3 separate regions of the Zea mays genome follow, and all the other regions are linked to region 1. The links are chromatin contacts, called in public Hi-C maps. All regions are on one chromosome and are shown on one strand. Each heading gives the region's core, a stretch centred on a gene start, on an enhancer-like site or on the middle of the called end of the contact. The rest is flanking DNA. Distances are from core to core; before and after follow the strand shown. Region 1 holds the start of LOC103637620 (carotene epsilon-monooxygenase, chloroplastic). Region 2 holds the start of LOC100282947 (DNA-binding protein HEXBP). Region 3 holds the start of LOC103637617 (putative magnesium transporter MRS2-G).

The links. Hi-C and Micro-C count contacts between places; a contact is called where the count stands out from the background.
Region 2: a Hi-C map of ear shows a contact between it and region 1, with 6 times the contacts expected there. The contact joins the promoter of LOC100282947 here to the promoter of LOC103637620 in region 1. A contact is called at or near these places in 2 of 25 Hi-C or Micro-C datasets (ear and tassel).
Region 3: a contact with region 1 is called in a Hi-C map of ear, with 1.9 times the contacts expected there. The contact joins the promoter of LOC103637617 here to the promoter of LOC103637620 in region 1. A contact is called at or near these places in 2 of 25 Hi-C or Micro-C datasets (ear and tassel).

What each region holds. Positions count from the first base shown.
Region 1 is chr1:87,879,763-87,883,866 of Zm-B73-REFERENCE-NAM-5.0, reverse strand. LOC103637620 (carotene epsilon-monooxygenase, chloroplastic) reads right to left here and starts at 2,836. Exons shown (of 10, transcript XM_008659899.4): 1 at 2,151-2,836. The coding sequence starts at 2,657.
Region 2 is chr1:87,218,774-87,222,903 of Zm-B73-REFERENCE-NAM-5.0, reverse strand. It overlaps LOC100282947 (DNA-binding protein HEXBP), which reads left to right and starts at 2,311. Exons shown (of 4, transcript NM_001155852.1): 1 at 2,311-2,491.
Region 3 is chr1:87,023,984-87,028,076 of Zm-B73-REFERENCE-NAM-5.0, reverse strand. LOC103637617 (putative magnesium transporter MRS2-G) reads left to right here and starts at 1,715. Exons shown (of 4, transcript XM_008659876.3): 1 at 1,715-2,675; 2 at 2,796-3,241; 3 at 3,878-4,093. The coding sequence starts at 2,258. It overlaps LOC100278262, which reads right to left and starts at 2,008. Exons shown (of 8, transcript NM_001151594.1): 1 at 1,803-2,008; 2 at 1,629-1,705; 3 at 1,477-1,518; 4 at 728-769; 5 at 80-163. The coding sequence starts at 1,980.

The sequences.
Region 1 (4,104 bases), core at 1,587-4,086:
GCATGGTGGTCTTTGAAGCATGACAATGGCTGCTGTTAGGTTTGGTAAGTTTGATGCCTTTGGATAGACCTGCACTCTTTCAATTCGTCAAGTTACAAATACTTGCAGGAATCGACCCTTGTAAATTCTTTCAAGAAAAGTTCCTACACAAATACCAACCTATCACAGTTCTATTCAATTCAACACCAACTCGCGCTGCGTGGCCGACGCCGCGGACGCAAAGTTGATGAGCATGGTCGGGATGTCGCGCCGCACCGCAGGAGCTTGGCCAGCTCCGCCAGCGGGATCAGGTGGCCCAACCCTGGCGTGGCCAGCATGGTCACGTGCAAAGGCCCGGGCTTCTTGCTCGATCTAGGATTCCCGGTGTTGATCTAGAGGGGCCTTTTCTGAGTGGTTCTTCTCACGGCGGCGGGTTGTCTTCTGCTCACAGTCACCATGCCATAGAGTTTTGCTTGCAAGTGTGGTGCGTTTTGTACGCGTGCAGAGGATTGCTGTTTGTGTAGTCACACTTTGATTTTATTGTTTGTCTATATAGCATGGCCGGAAATCCAATGATTTGTGGTAATAATTCTAGAGATAACTACTCTCACTTGACCAACTCTCTTATCCATCGATGATCTGAAAAGTCAGATCTCTTTCCATTGTTCAAATTTGGGATATTAATTCTCGAGTGTCGATTCACTTTGTTTCCTTTTGTGAACAGGTTCTGGACCTCGTCGGGAATGCTATCATGAACAATAATAAGACAGGCATCATATTGCTATGTCTATGGTTATTGTTTTTTCAGTTTTGCTCTTTTGGGTTCTTTCGGGTGGGGTAAAAGTGTGGATTCATGTGCACATTTTTTGTTTTGGGGGAATTTATATTTTTTAACCATGAAAGGTGAGAAGGTTGATTATGACAACGGTAGGGACTGTCTGAGCAACCATATTGATAATAATTCTGATTAGTTTTTTCTAAGAATCGTTAAAATCAGCAAGTTCTTTTAGGATCTTTGAATACTTTTGGTTCACGAACTAACAATTTATCTTCAGGTTCCTGTTCTGGAGACTCCTAAGAGCACCTCCAAGAGGCGACCAAAATGCATCCCAAAACCTAATTGTCGGCTTTGAATCGAAACTAACTGGACCTTTCCGTGTTCTCTTCTGTAGCAATGGAGCACACAGCCAACAGTATGCAGTTCTTTATCTCAACCTTCAACTAAGTTGTGCCCTGAGAATTGTTTTGTTACGTTAATGGGAAGAACAATTCTTTTTTCCCTTACAACACAAAGGGGAAGATAGATAAAATGCATATAAGTTCTATAGAAGGATGAGCTAGAGCTAACTCAACGTCAGCTAGAACTGTTGATAAGGTGTTCCCTGGAAACTTGTGTGTTCCTGGCAACCTTTAAGCATCTGTAGAATCACTTATCATTTGTTTTCCTAGCAACATGTGTGTTCATTTGTACCTGTATCCCTATTGTCTGATACTGAATCAACAGAAGGGGAGGGGCTGGGGAAATGAGTCAGCCGAACAGCCTTCGGTGGCCCAATACAGCTTGTTGTAGCCCAGTTTTTAGTTTTAAAAATTTTCAGGGAAGTTATTAACATTCTGGTGTAGGTTTACATCTTTTTAGGAATTTTTTTCTAACAGCCCCCAATCACAAGTTTTGGCGAACAATTTTTAAGGGAACTTTTGGAGTTGCTCTAATGGCCATGTTTTTTAGAGTAATGCTATTGCACGCTATGGTATATATATCCATGCTTTCCAATTTAATTATTTCTTGTTTTTTCGCTGCTGACGACATGTCTCTGTTTCTTTTCAGTTGCTCGCTTGAAGGATGACAACCCTCTTTTGGGGTCTTCTCGTATTGAACAAGTGGCTGATTTATCGAGTGTGTGTAGACTGAGGAAACAACTATCTCTCTCTATACCTTTAAAGCGTGATTTTTGTTGAAAAAATGGAGGATGCTAGGATCAAATCGTGGTCGTTTGGATCAGAGTGCCCATCCTCTACCTCTGTAGCTCATGTTTCTTTGTGTTATACAAAAGATAGATCGGTCAAATATGATATATAAATACCGTTGCAACGCACGGGCAACTAACTAGTAAGTAACTAAGAAAGTCACTGAACTAAGCATAGAGCAGGAAGAGAGACAGAGAACGCACCGTCCATAAGTCGCCTTCTGCGATGGCGAAGCCGGAGCCGAAGAGGAACTCGGAGACTTCAGCGACTAGTCCCTTAGCGTAGCGCGAGCCGTACCCACGCAGCACGTGCCTGGCGACGGCGGGGTCGCTGACGATGACAAAGTCCTGTGGCCCCGCGGCAAGGCGGTACACGGGCCCTTCCTCGCGGAACCACTTGAAGAGCGGCAGGAAGAGCGCGCCGCCGAGGAGGTCCCGCACATCATCGAGCTTGGCGGACGCGACGGGGATCCCCGAGTCGTCGCCGCCGCTCCGGCCGACCGCGCGCGAGAGAGACGTGAGCCAGTCGGGGCTCGCCCACGGGGTGGCAGTAGAGGGCTCGTCGCCCCCGCTGCTTCCGCTTCTCGGCGGGGGCGGGCGGACGCGGACACGGACGTGGACGCGACGAGGAGGCGGACGTGGGGACCACGGAGACAGCGACGGCGACGGCGACGCGGCGATGGAGGGGGAGGCGAAGACCGTGGCAGGCATCGCCGTGTGCCGGCCGATGCCACCAGACCAGCTAGGGTGTGGCCGTTTGGGATTGGAGTTGCCGAGGTGGTGAGAGACGCAATTACGGAAGGAGGGAGAGTGGGGATTGGTGTGAGAGCCTGAGAGGAGGAGGAGCAGCCGTTGGCCGTTGGAGGGGAAGGGGGAATTGGGGGATATGTTGTGGTGGGCCCCCGAGGAAGTGGTTGGGAAAGGGAAGTGTCAGTTCAGTTGTCAGGCTATTCGCAACCGTTACCTCTAAATTTTTTCCTCAATATCATTTTTCCCTCTATTTTTTCTCCTATTTTTTAATCTCCCGCAGCGGTTTCCCCTAAATACTCCCCTATACTCCACTACAACTATAAAATATTATTTTCTATATCAATTATCAATTTTTTTTACTAACAATTACTCGTGGACACACAGCATAGTGTTTAGAGTGATGAACAGTGACACGCTAGATCTGGGGGAGAGAGAAGAGGGCCGACGCATATGGACGCTGTAGGGGGCACCGCTGCGGTCGTAGAGTGCCTATAGGCGGCATGCAAGGGGAGGAGCCTGCGTAGGGGCTGCGTTGCAGACTTGCAGTTAGTCTCATGGAGTGGAGCCCGTGAGTTTCCGTTAAATTTTGCAGTGGCTTTGGACTAGCAGTCTTCCTGATGTGCGGTGTCACGTAGGCCGCGGCGTCGGCTACGATGCAGCCCAGCATACAATACGGCCCAATACGAAAGATACAGATATTAGACAGCAAAACCAAAGAGTTTTCATCCATAAAGACTCTGACTTCTGAGACAGCGATTTTCTGAACATAGGATGCCCTGCCCGTCATTTTTACCCAAAGCCTCCGATCCTTGCGGCGGAGGTATAGCGGCAATATTCTCGCCGTTCGAACGGAGACGAGGCGCCGAAATGTTCCCGTTCGAACGGCCTGACGAAATCACGCGCCGAGCCGCCGAGCACTCTTGTTAAATTTTTTGCTAGACGTTATTCCTTAATATGGTGGCCTGTTATCAGTAATACTTTTTTTCTTATTTTGGCGAGAGATTAGAGAGAAGCATGTTGCATGCGTTGATGTCTATTCGACTATTCCGTTTGCCAGGCACCAGTGGATTGTTTTCCTTTTCTTTTTTTAGTATTTCTTTCTTTTTATATCTTTTTCCCTTCTTCTCTAATTCTTCTAGGATGGCAATTTAACTCACAAATCTGAAATCTGACGAGTGTGAGTACGGGTGAAGATTCTGACCCGCTGGTGCAATCCGCACTTGATTTGAAGTTTCCTTGGTGTGGATGCGGGTTTCTATTTCAACCCGCGGGTGACCCACACCCGACACAAAATTTGATTCATTCTTTATTTTGCGCAAAAATGATTAATATACAATAGTAATTATTTTTTAATAAGTAACTTGGCTAATGATTCATAAATTTTTGTGTTGCTGCTAAACATGAAAAG
Region 2 (4,130 bases), core at 1,062-3,561, 660 kb after region 1:
TATTGGTTGTATTCCACTCTTTGTTTGTGCAAATGTCAGCTTCATATGACCATGTAATGAAGAATCTACATCAGTGCTTTGAGGCCTACCATGCTTCCACAATTGTTAAATTATGATAATGCATAATCGCATGATAAAAGAACAAGAGAAAATTCTTTGTATACCACATTAATTACATCCAGTATCTTATTTACTATTGTAAATATCCTAATTCCTTCTATGCTACTCAGGTGTAATTTTGTACCCTTTTCATGCCATCGTCAGTGACATAGAAGGATAAAAAAATGCATGTCATAATCTCTTCTATGCCACTGGGGATGGAACCGAATAATGTAGAAGATATTATGATATATTAATATTTATGATGACAAATAGAGTACTAGATAGAATTTCAGTGACATACGGAGAATTGTCCCAAAAGAACAAACAACAGACAAACCAACAAACACAATATCCACCCATGATCCACAAGCATAGAGCAAGAACGGCCGTAGAGAAACGCACCCTATCATCCTGATGTCATCATAGCGAAGTAAGAAATGTATTAATCTTGGTCACTATGGGGTGTTTGGTAGGCTATCCAGTCTATTATGTAGGCTATGGATGTGCAACTAGGATTGTTTGGTAGTCTGCACTAGCACTTGTGCCTGCCTTTAGCAGTGCAAAGAGGACTACAGTTGTTCGGCATACTATGTGGTATTTATTTCAAGGAAGAAAACATGGGGTTTACAATGATTGGGCCACTTGTAATGACCAAAATGTGGGTTATGGAAGGCCGCATTCCTAAAGTATGCTAGTGAGCATGAAGCAAGAATTGCATTCAATTCATATATGCATAGTCGAAGTGATGAACTTGGAAAACATTACTACAAGCATGTTGCTACACCGCCTAGTAATCAAGAGATGGTTTGTGTAGTTGGAAGGATATAGTTATCATTGTTCAGAGTACTGTCATAGTGTCATTCTTTTGCTCCTTTATTTACTGATGTAACCACACCTCACTATACATGTCCCTTTTTAATTAAGTGAGGGTGCGAACATTAAGTGAGGCCTTGTATGTCACTTTTAATTAGAAATAAGTACTTATTGTTGTAGAACAATTATGGCACTAGTAATCAAGAGAAGTCTGCTTTGTGTATGATTAATTGTGCCACTATTAACATGATCATCCATGTGGTGAAATAATACTTGCTTGTGTTTTGAACCTTGAACGACTTGTGGTTGGTAAACTCACCACCACTGTACAATAGTAGACCACATTCTGTTATGCAGGGAACCAAACAAACAAGGCATCGTGCTATGTAGGAAATTTTACACATGAAACCAAACAAGCACTCCTAGCTAACTGGATGCAACCCCTGACAGCCTGCCTAATACAACCAGGCATCAACTGTAAAATGCACAATCTTCGGTGAAAAGACAAAATACAGATGTGGTTAGTATCAATTCGTACTTCGACAACAAGCAAGATTAGCTTCCTTTGCAGACTTCAAACCAAGAGACAAAAGATGGAAACATTCTATGACCATCCGAATGTGTGAAGAGTTGGTTTAAGTATTCAAAGATTTGGCTCACATATGAAGAATATAAGATAATGTCATGAAGCTAAGTGCGATGAATCAAGCTCGAGTTAAGTGGAGTCATAATCATTCATATTAATGTCATGAAGCTAAGTGCGATGAATCAAGCTCGAGTTAAGTGGAGTCATAATCATTCATATTCTAAAGTAACCACTCAAAAAAGTCTATATGTGGTAATTACCATAACTATATTCTTGTTTTACGGGAACCCGCCGTTCCATATTTAGTACCGAAGTACTCTCTCCGTTTTTTTATTTGTCGTCGTTTAGTTCAAAAATAAACTAGCGAGACAAATATTCGAAAACGAAGGTAATATTAGTCATTAACTTGTAAATTATCAAGCACAAAATACTATTTCTAGTTACGGATAAACCTTTTCTACATTCAATCGAAAATGTTTTCGAGATTTGATAAAAGGTTCAACCTTAATAAATATAAAATAAAAATGTTCCGTTTGCTTATTTATAATGCACTATTAAATATATTTTTTGTTTGTTTTATTTGAAACCAATGTATCACTAGACACTGGAACATTTTGAAATGTCATACTAAGATAATAAACACAGAATCAAGAAGAATAGAAATTAAAAAGAGATCAGAAAAAGAGAAATTGCTAAAAAAGAAAACGCGAAACGGCCCAGGACAAGGCCCGTGGGCCGTGGTGAGCTCTCCGTGTCCGTCGGCCGAGCCGAACCCTCGGACTGGGCTACCGCCGCATGCCCCGTCCCGAATCCATTCCGTTCACCCCGTCCCCCTCGTTCTCTCTCTCGTTGCGACGACTGTGTGGAGTACCGCCCCCGCCCCCTCACCCTCACCCCCCGACGCCGACGCCCTAGGCGGCTACGCCAGGTCCCGAGGGACGGGCCCTTCATCTTCGTCAGTCTATTCGCCGGGCGACGAGCACCCGCCAGGTATTCTTACCCTTCTCTTCCGTTCCCGCTGTGTGAAACGGAGCACCTAAACCCTAACTTAAATCTGAATGCATTTGTCTATTCGGTGCCTGAAAACTTCGAACTTTTTGCAAAAAATATCTTGTGTACCATGTCTCTCTAGGTTTTGTTAAACAAGTTAGGGGTACAAATACAATACATTCTACAGGAGAATCAATCCAGAGGGGGGTTGGGCGATCCCTCTCCCACCACCCAAACCCCTCCTGCCTGGAAGGACATAATCCATTTTGTTTGATTGCCAATTTGGGATAGGTTTCGATTGTTATGGATTTGCATGTATTTCAATATTTGGCTCATGGCTGAGGCAAGTTTTAGACCATTTGACTATGTACATGATAAAATCAGTGTAGTAAACAAGATATATTATTTCTCTTGCATAATAAGATACTGAGCGAGTATCACGTATACAGAGACAACTTTGACTCAGTAATACACTAGAAATTTGTGTCTAGTTAGGCCCAACACTCAGTAACTTGGTCAATATACCAAACTTGCTCTCCCGCTGAAGCTGAGAGGTGGGCTATGAAGCAGCATCTGCACTGTGAGAGACTGAGAGCACAAATGAATCCATCAAAAGTGGTCACTAAGGAACACTGAACTGCAAAAACGAAGATAAATAAAGCATTTGTTAGAGTAAAAATAATGATCACTGAAAACTTCACGAATTGCGTTTTGCAAAGAGCACACCACTATTGAGATACTAACAATAAAGGATTTCAAGACGATTTCGTTTTGGGGCCTAAGCAATATTAAATCAGTCCTCCTCAAATAGAAAATTTAATCGGTGCTATATCAGTACATAAAAAAAGAATGCTGGATGAAAACATGTTTTTTTCCTTGTACTCGGAAAAGTGAAAAACAAAGTTTTGCTTGACCGCTGAACATATATGGATAAATAGCTCTGTGTTAAGTTCTTCCAGAATACTGTCCACGGAAAATTTCTGCTAAAATTGAGAATTACTAAATTACAAAAACTCTGAAAGTATCAATTTAGCAGTAGCACTAGACACTAGGATATTTATCCAAATAAAATGGACTTAATATCACAGGGAAAAACCTCAAATTAATCTGATCACCATACATTTTAAAAATAATATACTAGTACAGCATGAAAATAACTAGTACTCGGAAAAATGTAGAATAGACATAGAGTAACGATTTTCTGAACAATTTAGCAGAGCAAGAACTCAGTCAGATAGGTTAACCAAGAACAAATGAGAGTAGCACTGTAGCAGTAAGCTAGTAACGACCAGATAAAATTATATAATGCATACCAATGATACTGATATAATACTCTATTCTGCAGTGAACTAGTGAAGTATGGCCAGAGACAAGTGAAAACAATTGAAAATAGTAACTCTATTCTGGTTTGTCATAAATGTGGATAATCTTCTATATAAACTTGGTCAAGCATAAAACATTTCGTTTAAGATAAAACCAAAACGCCACTCTTTGCAGGGTAGAGGTAGTATTAATATTAATATAACTTTGTAAGTTCAAATCTGTGAGATTGTACTTTGAAAAATTCAAATCCATGTTGCCAACTAAAAGCTAACTAATACAATACATTCTTCAACAGTAACTGTCATACTGTCTGCAT
Region 3 (4,093 bases), core at 466-2,965, 850 kb after region 1:
AACTAAATTCTTTGCACAGGTATATGCACTAGCATACTAAAGGCTAAAAAAAATAGGTATATGCGTCTTTGATGCAAACCTTGACAGCTTCCAAATCAGGCTGCTCAGTGTGCATGGCATCCCATAAGGTTTGCTTTGTCATCTCCTCTGTACAATGGATCACCTGAGTCAAGCTAAAAGTGTTGTAAGAACAAAATCAAACAGACTTTGATGAACTTTCAGGGTTGCTTCTACCAACTAAAAATTGCAATCACACTAAGGACAAAAACAAGAGAAAGGCAATATAAAGAATACTGGTATAAAGTGAATTATATTGCTAGTGACTTAGTGAGTGTACTGTTGTTGACATTTTTTACAACACAGCACGAATAAAGTAAAGCCTTGTCCATTGAACTCAAATTTATTTCACTTTTTTTCTTGTTAGAGAGTGCACATATTTTTTTTCAGTTCATGTACCATCTGCAATAACGTATAGCAGAATTCTCCAACATTTGCTCATCTCGTTCGAGAAAAAAACATATAGTAGAACTAATTTTCTCTATCATAGAAAACTGACAGCTAACCTAGGCAGAATAATAACTTATCAATGGCAAAATTGTAAAAGATTGCTCTAGTTTGCTGACAGTATATGGAATAAAAAATAAACAAGTGACTTGATCACTCTAATCAACATGTATATGGATAGAGCATTCTTGCATATGTCAGTGACAGCCGATGCATGACTTGCCTTGAGGAATTCACCTTCAAGCTCTTTCAGGAAGGCCTGAATCTGCACAAATTGTGGAACTCACATAAGTTGGAACTGGCAGCACAACACAATTTTTTTACTACTGCCTATGTCACTAAATGCAAGACATAATATTTTTTCTACAACTTCTTTAAACATGAAATGTTCAGGTTTCTGAGCAGATGCCTACATGACAACATGAGAAATTTGGCACCAAAAAGTACACCTGGGGCATATAGAGTATCTAGAACTTGGGTACACGATATACAGGGAGGCCATGTGCTTGGTGGAATCTAACGAAGCACAGCCCTATGTGTGATTGTTTTCAACTGTACTACCAAATATCACTCCCTCTGTCCTGAAAAGAATGCAGTTCTAGCGTTTGACCAAGTTTATACGAAACATCTAGAGTTTATCAAGTTTATACAAAAAAACCTCTCAATATTTATGATATCAAAAAAGTATTATTAGATCCATCATCAATATATCTATTTGGTGTCGTATAGGAGTATTCCAGTACTAAGTATGAATTTCGTCAAACTTTAAATGATTTGACTAAAAGTACAGAGCTAGAATTGCATCCTTTTCAAGGCGGAGGAGGAGGTAGTATCCTTTTTTTCTTTTTCTTTTTTTTCCCTAAAACAACTACTGAGCAGTGAGCGCCACCATTGAAGCGTTTTGGTTCATTTAAATGTAATAGTGCAAAAATGGAGAAAAATACTAATGCTCTGCACATTGACATCACTAACCGTGACAGTTTCGCCTTTCTCAAATCCGATGAGCAGTAGCGCCTGAAATCCACATATAAGAGCATGATATACTGTAATTTCAGTGTTTCCACGTAGTCACATGACAGGCATGCAACGATTTAGAACAACTGCGTCTGCGAGGCGCAACTCACCGGTGGGCCGTACATGGGATCGTCCGCGTTCAACGGCACAAACTTGGAGTCCTCTTCCATCAGCTCGGCCGGAGCTCCTGAGACGCACGGGTATCATCACACAAGTGAACCGAAACCGAGTACTGCCAAACTAGCTGAAGCGCGCAGCCTTCGCCACCACACCAAGCATCTTACCTTCGGGGGGCAGCGATCGGAGCGGGCCGCGCCACTGGCACCATCGACTCCTCAGTGGCGGCACCGAGATGGAGGAGGGATCGCTCGGCACCCGCGCACGATGAGGGGAGGTGAAAGCACTGGAGAGTGCGATGAGCGGGCGCGCGAGCAAAACGGCGGCAGTGGGTGTTGCAGCCATCGGCGAGAAGGGGGAAGACGAAGATATTATCTTCGCTTCTGGATAGTGGTCTCTCTTTCGCGGCAAGCGCCAGCGCGGCAACTTGGCGCGTTGACGCTGCACGCAATTTCAACCGTCCGACCAGCATCCTAGGGCTTCCTCTCACGAGCGGTTGGCCCTGACCGGCCCACTCGTCTACCACAGATTTGGAGTTCGACCACGACGACAGAACCCGCCGTCCGACCCATTCACCCCCGTGGACCGTGCCGGTGCCGCGGCACGCCGCCGCCGCAACGCCATGGGGAAGCGATCCGGCGGCCGGAAGCTTCCGTTCTTCACCAGATCCTCCTCGTCCTCCTCCAAGCGGAATCGCTCCGGGCGTCGCCTCCCTTCCCCCTCCAAGCAGGACAACGCGACGAGGGCTCTTCTCGCCTCCCCCACCGCCGCCTCGCCGTCCGCGACCCCGGACTCTGCAGCGGCGGGGCAGACCGCCCAGCCGCCCTCTCCCCTCTCAGTCACCGCGGGCGCCGGGGGTGCCTTGTCGGGGAAGATCACCAAGAAGAAGCCCGGCGCGCGCCTGTGGATGCGGCTGGACCGCTGGGGTGCCTCCGAGGTCGTCGAGCTCGACAAGGCCACCATAATCCGCCGCGCTGGCCTTCCCTCGCGCGACCTACGGATCCTTGGTCCCGTATTCTCTCGCTCCTCCAGCATCCTCGGTGAGCACACCCCCTTCTCCCTGCCCTATTTAATATTCGGTCCTTCTTTTGTGGTGATAAAAGCAAGAAGACGCAAAACTTTGGTATTGTACAAGTAATTAACAACGATTTATTCTGCAGCTAGGGAGAAGACAATGGTGATCAACCTCGAATTCATCAGAGCGATAGTTACTGCCGAGGAGGTGCTCCTGTTGGACCCTCTCATGCACGAAGTGCTCCCTTTCGTTGATCAATTGAGGCAGCACCTGCCTCTGAGGAGCCTTGTGGGTGGGAATGGTGAATGTGCCCCTGATGGCAATGGAGAAAAACAGGGGGGCTCGCATGGAGGCCAGGTGCCCCGTCTTAATGAGGCGACCGGGGCAGAGCATGAGTTTCCATTTGAGTTCCATGTGCTGGAGGTCGCGCTCGAGATTGTGTGCTCATCGTTGGACCTTAGCGTTGATGACCTTGAGAGGCATGCTACTCCAGTGCTTGACGAACTGACAAAGAATGTGAGCACAAGGAACCTTGAGCGAGTGCGGAGCCTTAAGAGTCATCTTACCCGTTTGCTTGCCCGTGTGCAAAAGGTATCATTAAAGAAAGACTATGTGTGCTTAATTCCTCAATCTACCTGAATTTGAACAGTGTATAACCATGGTTGTTTCTTATTGTCGCATGTCAATTTTGTTGATCAAAAGGCCATTGCATTATATTACTAAGATAATCCTAATTAATTGGTTTCCAACAGTCTATTCTATTTGCAAAAATGGAGGTATGGTTGAGTTCTTCAAACAGCCTGTATACCTTGCCTATTTATGACTGTGCTGCTTAGATTGCCTCATGATGTGAATTGTTGTAGTTTTAGTTGCTTTGTGCATAGAGTCACAAACGAATCCAGCTTGACTGTTTGCTCTGATCTTCTTATCTGTCTTTATGCTCATGCAAAAAGAATTGCTTGATGTACTTACAGTTGTGTATCCATGTGGATTGGTAAAGGAGGCATGATTAATTTTAGCTGCAGGAAGACAAATAGAAATAAGCCATTGCAATTTGGTTTTTGGTATAAACTGTAGGGTTCTTTTTCGTTCTCTCTTGAGCTTATTGTTTACATCATATTGTGGTGAGCTGCTGAGTGTTTCTGTTGTGCTTGTGAGAATCTTGGTAATATTTCATATGCTGCTGTACTGGGATCTGTTATGTATTTTTGCATCATATTTTATCAGGTCAGGGATGAAATAGAACATCTTCTGGATGATAATGAAGACATGGAACATCTGTATCTAACAAGGAAGCAAGTACAAAACCAACAGGTTGAGGCTTTAATGTCATCTGCTGCTTCCAACAGCATTGTTCTTGCTGGACCTGGTGTGCCCAGGTTGAACTCTAGCTTCCGGCGTAGCTTGAGCGTTGCTACGAGCATGCATTTGGATAATGATGTG